2 separate regions of the Ovis aries genome follow, and region 2 is linked to region 1. Evidence: chromatin contacts called from public Hi-C data. All regions are on one chromosome and are shown on one strand. Each heading gives the region's core, a stretch centred on a gene start, on an enhancer-like site or on the middle of the called end of the contact. The rest is flanking DNA. Distances are from core to core; before and after follow the strand shown. Region 1 has its middle 15 kb from the start of TMEM63B. Region 2 holds the start of HSP90AB1 (heat shock protein 90 alpha family class B member 1).

Region 1 (4,308 bases), core at 1,177-3,676:
CGTAGACTGCCAAGGTCACAAGGGAACCTTACAATATTGGGGACGTTCTAAATCTAGATCTGAGTGGGAGTCCCATGAATGTACACATCTGTAAATAATTACTGAGCTGTGTATTTCAGTGCACTGTATGTACTTTATACCTTAGGAAGAATACATGGACAGGCATTAGCTTAGTGAGAGGAGGGGAAAGTGGTCCAGACAGAGGGAAGAGGATGTGCAAAACCCTGTGGCAGAAGGGACTGGGTAAGTCCCAGGGACTCAAAGGAAAAGCCAGTGTGGCTGCAGCAGGTGAGCAGGAGGGAATGTGGGGAAGGATGGGGCTGGAAGAGGCAGCGCTGGCTGGGCCTGGGAAGTCTGCCGCATCCTGGGGGTGCTGGGATACTGGTGTAGGGTATTTAGCAAGCAGGGTTGGAGTGGTGGGAAGGAAGATACAGGAGACTTCCTCTATCTTCCTGTATCTAGCTTGGAAGGGCACTTGCTTTCTGGGGTCGGGCTCACTTCTCCCCCCGCCCTTAGTCAGCAGAATGCATGTTCATCCTTTCATGGGTCTGCAGGGCACTGGCCCACCTCCCTGCTGATCTCCTGAAGGAGACTGATCGTGGAGGGGCACTTGGGGAGGCCAGAGTGCACCATGATGTGCTGTTGGCCTAGGGTGGAGGAGGGGAGCAGAAGCCTTTAGTAGGTACAGTTGACTGGGCTTGGTGGTGTGCTTGGACGCTGGGGAAGGGCCAATGGGGCCCTGGTGTCCGGCTCCCTTTGCTGTGTGATTGGTCCTGCAGAACGCTGAACTGGGTGCTCCGGGAGAGGCCCAAGGGTGGGGGAGGAGGCGCTTTGGGGGGTCCACACGGAGGCGCCTCTGAGAGGTGTCCCGCAGGTAGCTGGATGTAAACAGTCTCTTCAGTTGGAATAGCGCTTAGGGTGTGTCCTGAAAGCATTTATGTGGATGTGCATTTTTGGAGTTCCTCATGGTCCTTAGGTTTGGCAGCCCCTGATCCTGTATTTTCCACAAGGACTTGCCTTTCAGAGGTAACGTGATTCCTCAGGGTGATTCTTGCAACTAGTAGCTGGTCTCAAGGGCATATCCAATCAGTGACTTCAGCTCAGGGGGTCCTCCCATGACGTCTTGGGGTCTTTCATGGCTGTGGAGTCCTTGCCGTCTTGAGCAGAGTCTCACCGGCTGTGAGTCTAGGTGATAACTGTCTGGTTTTCCCAGATTCAGTGGCTTCTCTTGGAGCCTTTCTAGCTCCGCCTTGACTGCTTGGAAGCGGAGATTGTTTCCATCTTCCTGGTTGAGGTGTGCACCAGTCGCCAGGGCTCCTCTGACCTAGCCTGATTCAAGGGCCTCCGGGTATTTTAGGAGTAACCGCCCTCTTCCTCCGGCCCTCTGGAAGGGCTGTTAGACTGGCTGAGGTCTCTGTCCCACACTGGGACCTGCTTGCCCAGTGGGGAGAGTCTCTGCTGCAGCAGCTGCTACTCAGCAATCCCTTAAGGCCTCTGCTTTCTGGGCTGCTTCTCAAGGGCTGCAGGAGAGAGAGAGACCCCTGTCCTGAGGGAAAGGAAGGGCGGGCTTGTCCTCAGTCTGGCACCACCTGCTCCGGGCATCGCCTTTGCTCTGACCAGGGTGGCTTGACCAGAGCTGCCCTCTAGCTTGGAAGGGCACTTGCTTTCTGGGGTCGGGCTCACTTCTCCCCCCGCCCTTAGTCAGCAGAATGCATGTTCATCCTTTCATGGGTCTGCAGGGCACTGGCCCGCCTCCCTGCTGTTGAAGTTTGCCCAAGTCATTCAAATGACCGTCCTGCCACCCACTCCCCGCCCCCTCCTCCCCCCATGACTGCCTCCCAAGGTGTTCTGTGCTGACCGTGGGAAGGCTGTGGTTTCCAGGGGCCGGGGGCCAGAGCCTGCTCCCTGACAGTGACCGTGACGCAGGGCCTCCGGCGCACAGCCCAGAATAGCCTAGGCTGCGCTCTATCCCAGCTGCCCTATCACTTTGCAAACTGGAATCTAATTTGCTGTCCACCCTCCCCACCCCAGTCTCTCAGTCAGTACTGCTTTCTTTGCTCATGAAATATTTATAATCACAGATTATGTTTCCCTATGAGTATAAACTTGCTTTTGTTGTTTTTCCTCCTCCGCCCTTAAGAAGCTGCCTCTGACAAGTCAAAGAGCCTCATCTCTCTGGGTTCATAGACCTCATCCATGAGTCTGCTGCAGCATCGCAGCCTCCGGCTCCACCCTCGGGTTGACTCCCTCTGCTGCCCCACTGCCAGACAGACCTTGAACATCGGGGCTTGTGGTTTGGAGACTGGCTTCCCATCAGGCCTGTGCGGCGAACTAGCCAAGTGCCTGGGCGAGTCACCGCCTCAGGGAGCTGGCTCCGCCACTGGTGGGCGTGCCTCCAGGGTCACCAGGCATGGCCCTCACCCCAGCCACCTGGAAGGGTGTGCCCTTGGCGGCAGATGGGGACCTAGGCAAAGAATGCAGGGATCAGCCTGTGGCCATAAACACTCCTGGAAAAATAATCCAAAGCCAACCACCTCTAGCAGGGATGGTGAGGCCACATCACTGCCTGGATGGCAGGCAGTCCCTCATACCCTCAAGCCCAGCCTTGCTTTAGTGAAGTGGGGGGATTGGAGGGGCACTGGTGGGGAGGACCTGCCAGAGGCCGGCCTCCTCCCCTCTGCAGGGGTGGGGCCAGGGCGTGGCCGGGCCTCAGCTATCTCAGCCTCCTTGGCCTCTCTGCTCCATCCTCCTATTGCCTTTCTTGGCCTCATGTCCTCTCTCAGCTGCTGAGAATTCTTGTTTTTGATGAAAATTGCATGATACTGGAATCAGATGATTAACTGAAATTCAAATCTGTCCCAACAGCTGCTTTTCTTTCCTTCCCCTAATTTTGTAATTCAGTCTTTCAACAACAAAAAAAAAATTTCAGGATTTCATTTTATTGTTTCCTACCTGCAGGTTAGTTCCCCTCAGTATTTTGGACATTTGCTGAATTGTTTTTGCCAAATGCTTGTAATTTCCCGAATTAGTTGGACTTCTAGGCTCAAAGTGAAAATGAGTTCGCTTCTCCATTTTTACCATCAAGCCAGTTTCTTTATGATTTCTTAAAGCCAGTGGTTTCCAGTCAGATTCAGTGATAACCAGCTGTCACTTGCTTAATATTATGACAGGCTATCTCGTAAGACATACCACTAGCTTTTTAAAATTTTATTTTTATTTTGTTGGCCACACTGTGCAGCATGTGGAATCTTAAGCTCCCTGACCAGGGATTGAACTTGTGCCCCCTGTCTTGGAAACGTGGAGTCTCAACCCCTGGACAGCCAGGGAAGTCCCTTTTTTTTTTTTTTAAAGGAAGTGAATTTAAACTTATTTTGAGAATTTCATCAGAGCCCTTGGATAATTGGGATACCCCTGGGTATTATGAAACTGTGATTGGCAGTTGATTTTAGGGCAAATATTTACATGACAAATAGAGGCAACTCTCGGTCAGTTGAGACTGATGATCTGGTGGGCGGGCCATCAGAGCCACCCTCCCGGCTCCCTGCTTTGGGCTCCTTGTTGATTTGTCTCTCCTGAGAAAGAGGAAACAGCGAGACCTTCTCTCCCAGTGCCGGCCTTTCCTGGGGATGCTGTGCCGGGCCTGCCAGGATTTCCCAGGCTGGGAGTGGGCGGTGGCGCCCCAGCCCCACAGGCTCACCCAATGCCCTGCCCAGCTGGCACGTGTTCATGTACTGTACTGGCACTGTCCTTACCCACTTACATTGACTCATCGGTTTGCTGCCGGTTCTGGTTAAAGGTTTGCTCATGAAGAAGAATGAAACCCTTGCTTGAAATGAGATTTTAGAGTTGTCTGCGAATTTTGTTTCTCCAGGCAGGGTCCCCACAATAGACAAATGATTAAGAATCCTTGCATGGGTGCTCACTTTGCAGCACATAGACAAAATTGGAACAAGACACAGATGTAGAGGGTAAAGTTGTGGTACACAGACACAAGTGGATGCTAAGGGGAGAGGGGGGAAGTGGGATGAATGGGGAGATTTAAGACTGACACGTGCACACTGCTGCTGCTGCCGCCGCCAAGTCACTTCAGTCGTGTCTGACTCTGTGCGACCCCATAGACGGCAGCCCACCAGGCTCCCCCGTCCCTGGGATTCTCCAGGCAAGAACACTGGAGTGGGTTGCCATTTCCCTCTCCAATGCATGAAAGTGAAAAGTGAAGGGGAAGTCGCTCAGTCATATCCGACTCTTCGCAACCCCATGGACCGCAGCCCACCTACTGTGTATAAAATAGTTAACTGTTGAGAACCT
Region 2 (4,308 bases), core at 784-3,283, 110 kb before region 1:
TCATGCCAATGCCCGTGTCTACCAGAGTCAGAGTACGCTCCTGGGGATTCGGGATGATGTCAATTTTCAGCTCTTTACCACTGTCCAATTTAGAAGGGTCTGTCAGGCTTTCATAGCGAATCTTGTCCAAGGCCTGAAAGTACAAAATTGCAGTTTTACAATTCTGCTTCCTCAAAACCCATCTCACCCAAAAAGTTTTTTAAACTCCCCAAATACGCTAATTCTGATTACTCCTTTAGCTTGTAGGTTGAGAACGACATCCAGTGGGTTACAGTATCCCATCTATCCACAGAGAGCAAGGCAATACTTTTTGGAACAGCAGTTAAGTTTATATCCCCCCTTTATCAGTTAACACCACAAAATGCCAAACCACCCCCACTTTCCCTCTCTTGGAGTACTTGAGAAACAAAAAACCAACGTCAATGAAGACATTCAGGGCACTCACATCAGAAGCATTACTGATCAACTCCCGAAGAAAAATTTCCTTGTTGGAATAGAAGGTGTTGATAATAAGAGACATGAGTTGGGCAATTTCTGCCTGGAAGGCAAATGTCTCCACCTCCTCCTCTCCATGGTGCACTTCCTCAGGCATCTAAAATAAAAAGCAAGAATTTAAGACTCCTCAAGTTCACCCTCAGCCACAATACACTTAAGGAGACTCTATTCAAACTGTTTTGAGCTGGGTACAAAGACTGGAAAATCCTTCCCTCTATCAATTTCAGGCAGCACCCTTAGAAACAACGGGGGGAGGGGCGCACCTAACACACTGAACAAATTGCGCTAATGTTTCTTGCAAGTTATTGTGAACCCAAACTCCTGTTAAGTGAATCATAGATCAGCACAATCTAGTTAGGCACTCCAACCCAGGTATCTCGAAAGCGAGGTAAATTCCCATATATTTAAATACGCAAATTACTATCGTTCCACCTTCAAAGTAATTAGTTTCACATTAAAGGGCAATCATTTAAAACTGTCCTCCCATTAGGTAACTCCAAGGAGATAATGTGGTACTGCTGCCTCCCGTAGTAGGGACAGCTAACTCGAGATTGGCGGAATGCCCATCCAGGTGGGCTATCAAGACAAAGAACCGATAAAGAAAGGGCTCCATCGTGACCTCTCTGCACACGTGACTGAAGCTCAAGCCCAAACCAAACACTAAGATGGTGGCCTTAGTCTGCGGGGCCGACTCTCGTCACGGCTGGACATGCGTCGACCACGCGAGGAGGGGGCGCCACCGCGCAGCCTCCCTTCGCCCCAACATCCGGGCACCAGGGCGGGGCGCCGGGCTCCAGAAGCTTCCAGAACAATCTCAGTTCTCGGAGAGGGGCGGGGGAAGGGACGTGCCCACGAATCCCAAAGCCTGCCCCCTCCGCTCGCCAGCCCCTCCTCCACCGAGACGCAGGAAAGATCTGGAAGGATGGAGGAAGCACGACATACGCCGCCGGCGACCGAAAACGGAGCTCTTCGCAGAGCCTCACGGAAAAGCCCCGAAAGAAAGGACTTTAAAAAAATTGTGTCCGATAGAACAAGTGGCAAAACCTGGTCATGACCAGCCTTGCTGAGTCACAGAGGGCGCGCCCACCCGCCCGGCTCGGGGACCCTCCGGCGCCCCGTAGCCGCGTCCGGAAGTGGAGAGGCAAACATGGCAGCGTCCCGGGCCGGCGCGGCCACCACGTGCAGTGCCTACCCCCCCGCCCCATTCTGCGGCCCCACGAAACAACGCTTTATAGCTGCGGGAAAGCAGCCCCGCCGCCAATCACATAGAGTCTAAACTCAAAAGCTCGCTCCCAGCCCTCCCCCAAGAGAAGCAATGGGAGCGTTACGCCAGAACCGGTCCCAACACGAGATGTAGGTCTCGGAAAGGATGCGTGGGCCGAAAGCAACGCGAAAGAACAAGCTAATCTGAAAAGCCCAGATGAGACAGGAGCCTTACCTTCAAGGATAACAATCACAGGTATTAGAGAACACCGAGCAGGCAATGGCTTCCTCGGGCTCACTCGCCACAAGAAGGCTGCGCGGGGGTGACTCGAGAGAACGGCTGTGTGCCCCCAATCACTTTATATAAGGCGAAGCACCGCCCAGCTGCCCGCCCCCGGATCCCTCCGCCTTAAAGGAGGATGCCTGTCTGCCGCGCACCTGCCGCCGCCCGCCCGCCCACCTTGACGTCACGGTCCAAAATAGGGGAGGGGACCTTGAAAGGCGGGAGCCGCCGGCCTTGAGATCAAGTACACTTATTTACTCCTGTTCACAGCCCCGTCTCCGCGTTCCTAAAACAGGACACCATCAGAAACATATGTTGGGAGTAATCATATAACATAAACGGTGGAACTAGAAGCGAGGATTCCCCACTGACCTCTGTGAAAACCTGCAGGGCAGGCATCTCCACTCCTGACAGTCCCAGCCTCGGGACTAAGGTCCAAGCCTAAACAGGGGTCACCCACTCCCCCCTACGCTCCGAGGCTCGACCTCCTCATTAGAAGCTGCCCTACACATACTCTAATTGCCTGATACGGGAAAGGGTTCTTTTCCGCGGGCGTTGCGGAATTAAAGGTCCCACTTTGTGGGCATGCCTGGAATACAGGCCCTCCCGCGGCGGGCCGGCGTTTCGCGGCGAGGCGTGGCTCCGGCTGCGGGCCGGGCGCTGGCTCCAGCCGGCCAGGGGACTCTTTGACTGCACACGCGGCGGAAGGATCCAGGGCGGCGGCGCTGCGACACTTCCAGCAGCTTCCAGACCGGCCGGGGCGGCCCTGCCCCGCCCCTTCCCTTGAGGCCCCGCCCCGCCCTCTGCGGCCTGGGCTGTGCCTCCGCGGTGGCTCCGCCCCTCAACCGCACTGCTGGGATCCTGGTGTCCAAGTAGGCTATACCTTCATTACATTTCCTCCAGGAAACTGCAGAGGGGATCCATTACCCTACCCGCCAGACCCAGCTAGCCGGGCACTGCGTCCGGGTGGGGTGGAGCGGGGATGACCCCACTTCTCCCCCCATCGATCACACAGCACACCGGCCGGTGGGGCGGCTCTGAGGGTGCCGCCTTCCGAGAGCAGACACTGGGGATGCGGTCGCTTACCCGACGGACCGCTCCCACCCCCAACCCCCAGCCGCCCACAGGTGAGGGAGCGCAGAGACTTGAATATCGAGTTGTTTCTCAGTCTGGCTTCCTTTTTCTTTTTTTTCCCCACCCTCTTCCCTCCTCCTGCAGCTGCCTAGATCTGGGAAGAGTCCGGTCTCCCAGGACTCCTGCAGGGTGGCAGGAGTTCTTGGAGGCAGCATGAGGACGCTGGTCAGAGTGTGGCCCCATCCAGGTGCCAGAAGCAAGTCGTTCCCCTTCGGCTGTGGCCCAGGAGCCTCAAGGCCATGGACCTGCCTAGGGAGTGCCAGAGGGACGCCCTTCTCTGCTGTCTCTGCCACGTTTGCGTGCTCTCCAGCTGGTGAGCTGGCCTTACTTTTCCAAGGCCTTATTTCTGAAGCCTCCTTTAACGCAGATACCCTCCAGGAGAGAATGGCCCCTCCCTACGCTGTGACCTTGTGGATGTCCAGCAACTCCCTTCGTGGCCTGCTTTGTCGGTCCCTGGCATCCTGGGGAGAGGTTCCCCCACCACCCACCCGCGGACCTCCCTCAGCAGCCTCGGTGCCCAGTCTCCTCCTTTCACATTTTCTTTGTTCATGTGTTGAGTTCCAGGGAACAAAGGACCCTTCCTTCCCTTCTCCTTGGCCCGAACTCCAGACCTCAACAGCTCCGCCCCCATTACCTCAATTTCATCTCTCCATAGGCTTCTACTTCTCTTCATTATGGTCTGGGAGAAGCCTGTGGCTGGGAGAAGTCAGTGAGTGTGGGAAGGGGCGTGGGCGCTGCTGCTAGGAGGGGCTCCCGGCTGCTCTGTTCGTGATGGAAACCTCAAACCAGGAGCATCACCCCCACCAGTGCACCTGCCCTTCCTATGCACAGAAGGGGTTAATTAAACATCTGCTCCCTGGTTCACAAGAGCATTCACAGTATTTCACAGTCCTGTGAAGGTGTGGGAGTGAGTCTGCACACCTAGAAAGTGGGAGAGGAAGGCTTTAGTGAGTACCCCTGGGTGGGTCAGCTCAGAGCCTTTGCTCCACTAACTCCCGTGCCCCCTGCTGCAGAAGTCCAGTAGTGCGGATGCTGTTTCCCTTTCCAGACTCAAGGAGGAAGCAGAACAAGAATCACTCCTGTGGACCAGTGTCGGGGCCAAAAATTCCTTAGGGTGTTCCTAATGGGAAAATCTCAAGTCTCAACACCAGCGCAGAAATTCTGATTTCTCTTCTGGAAGCCTCCCAGGATGA

Evidence for each region. A called contact is a pair of places that touch in the nucleus more often than the background predicts.
Region 2: a contact with region 1 is called in a Hi-C map of liver, with 3 times the contacts expected there. The contact joins the promoter of HSP90AB1 here to the enhancer-like site in region 1. A contact is called at or near these places in 4 of 16 Hi-C or Micro-C datasets (hypothalamus, liver, omental adipose tissue and 1 more).

The regions. Positions count from the first base shown.
Region 1 is chr20:17,624,874-17,629,181 of ARS-UI_Ramb_v3.0, reverse strand. No RefSeq gene overlaps it. Among named protein-coding and RNA genes, the nearest start is that of TMEM63B, 15 kb to the left of the region's middle. Within about 2 kb of position 2,426, at least 19 of the 54 cell types and tissues checked have an H3K27ac peak or open chromatin away from gene starts, as enhancers often do. A contact at or near this core is called in liver and tail adipose tissue, where this site is marked.
Region 2 is chr20:17,732,356-17,736,663 of ARS-UI_Ramb_v3.0, reverse strand. HSP90AB1 (heat shock protein 90 alpha family class B member 1) reads right to left here and starts at 2,033. Exons shown (of 12, transcript XM_004018854.6): 1 at 1,934-2,033; 2 at 446-592; 3 at 1-133. The coding sequence starts at 592. LOC105603715 (a long non-coding RNA gene) reads left to right here and starts at 2,789. Exons shown (of 3, transcript XR_009597730.1): 1 at 2,789-2,853; 2 at 3,200-4,308.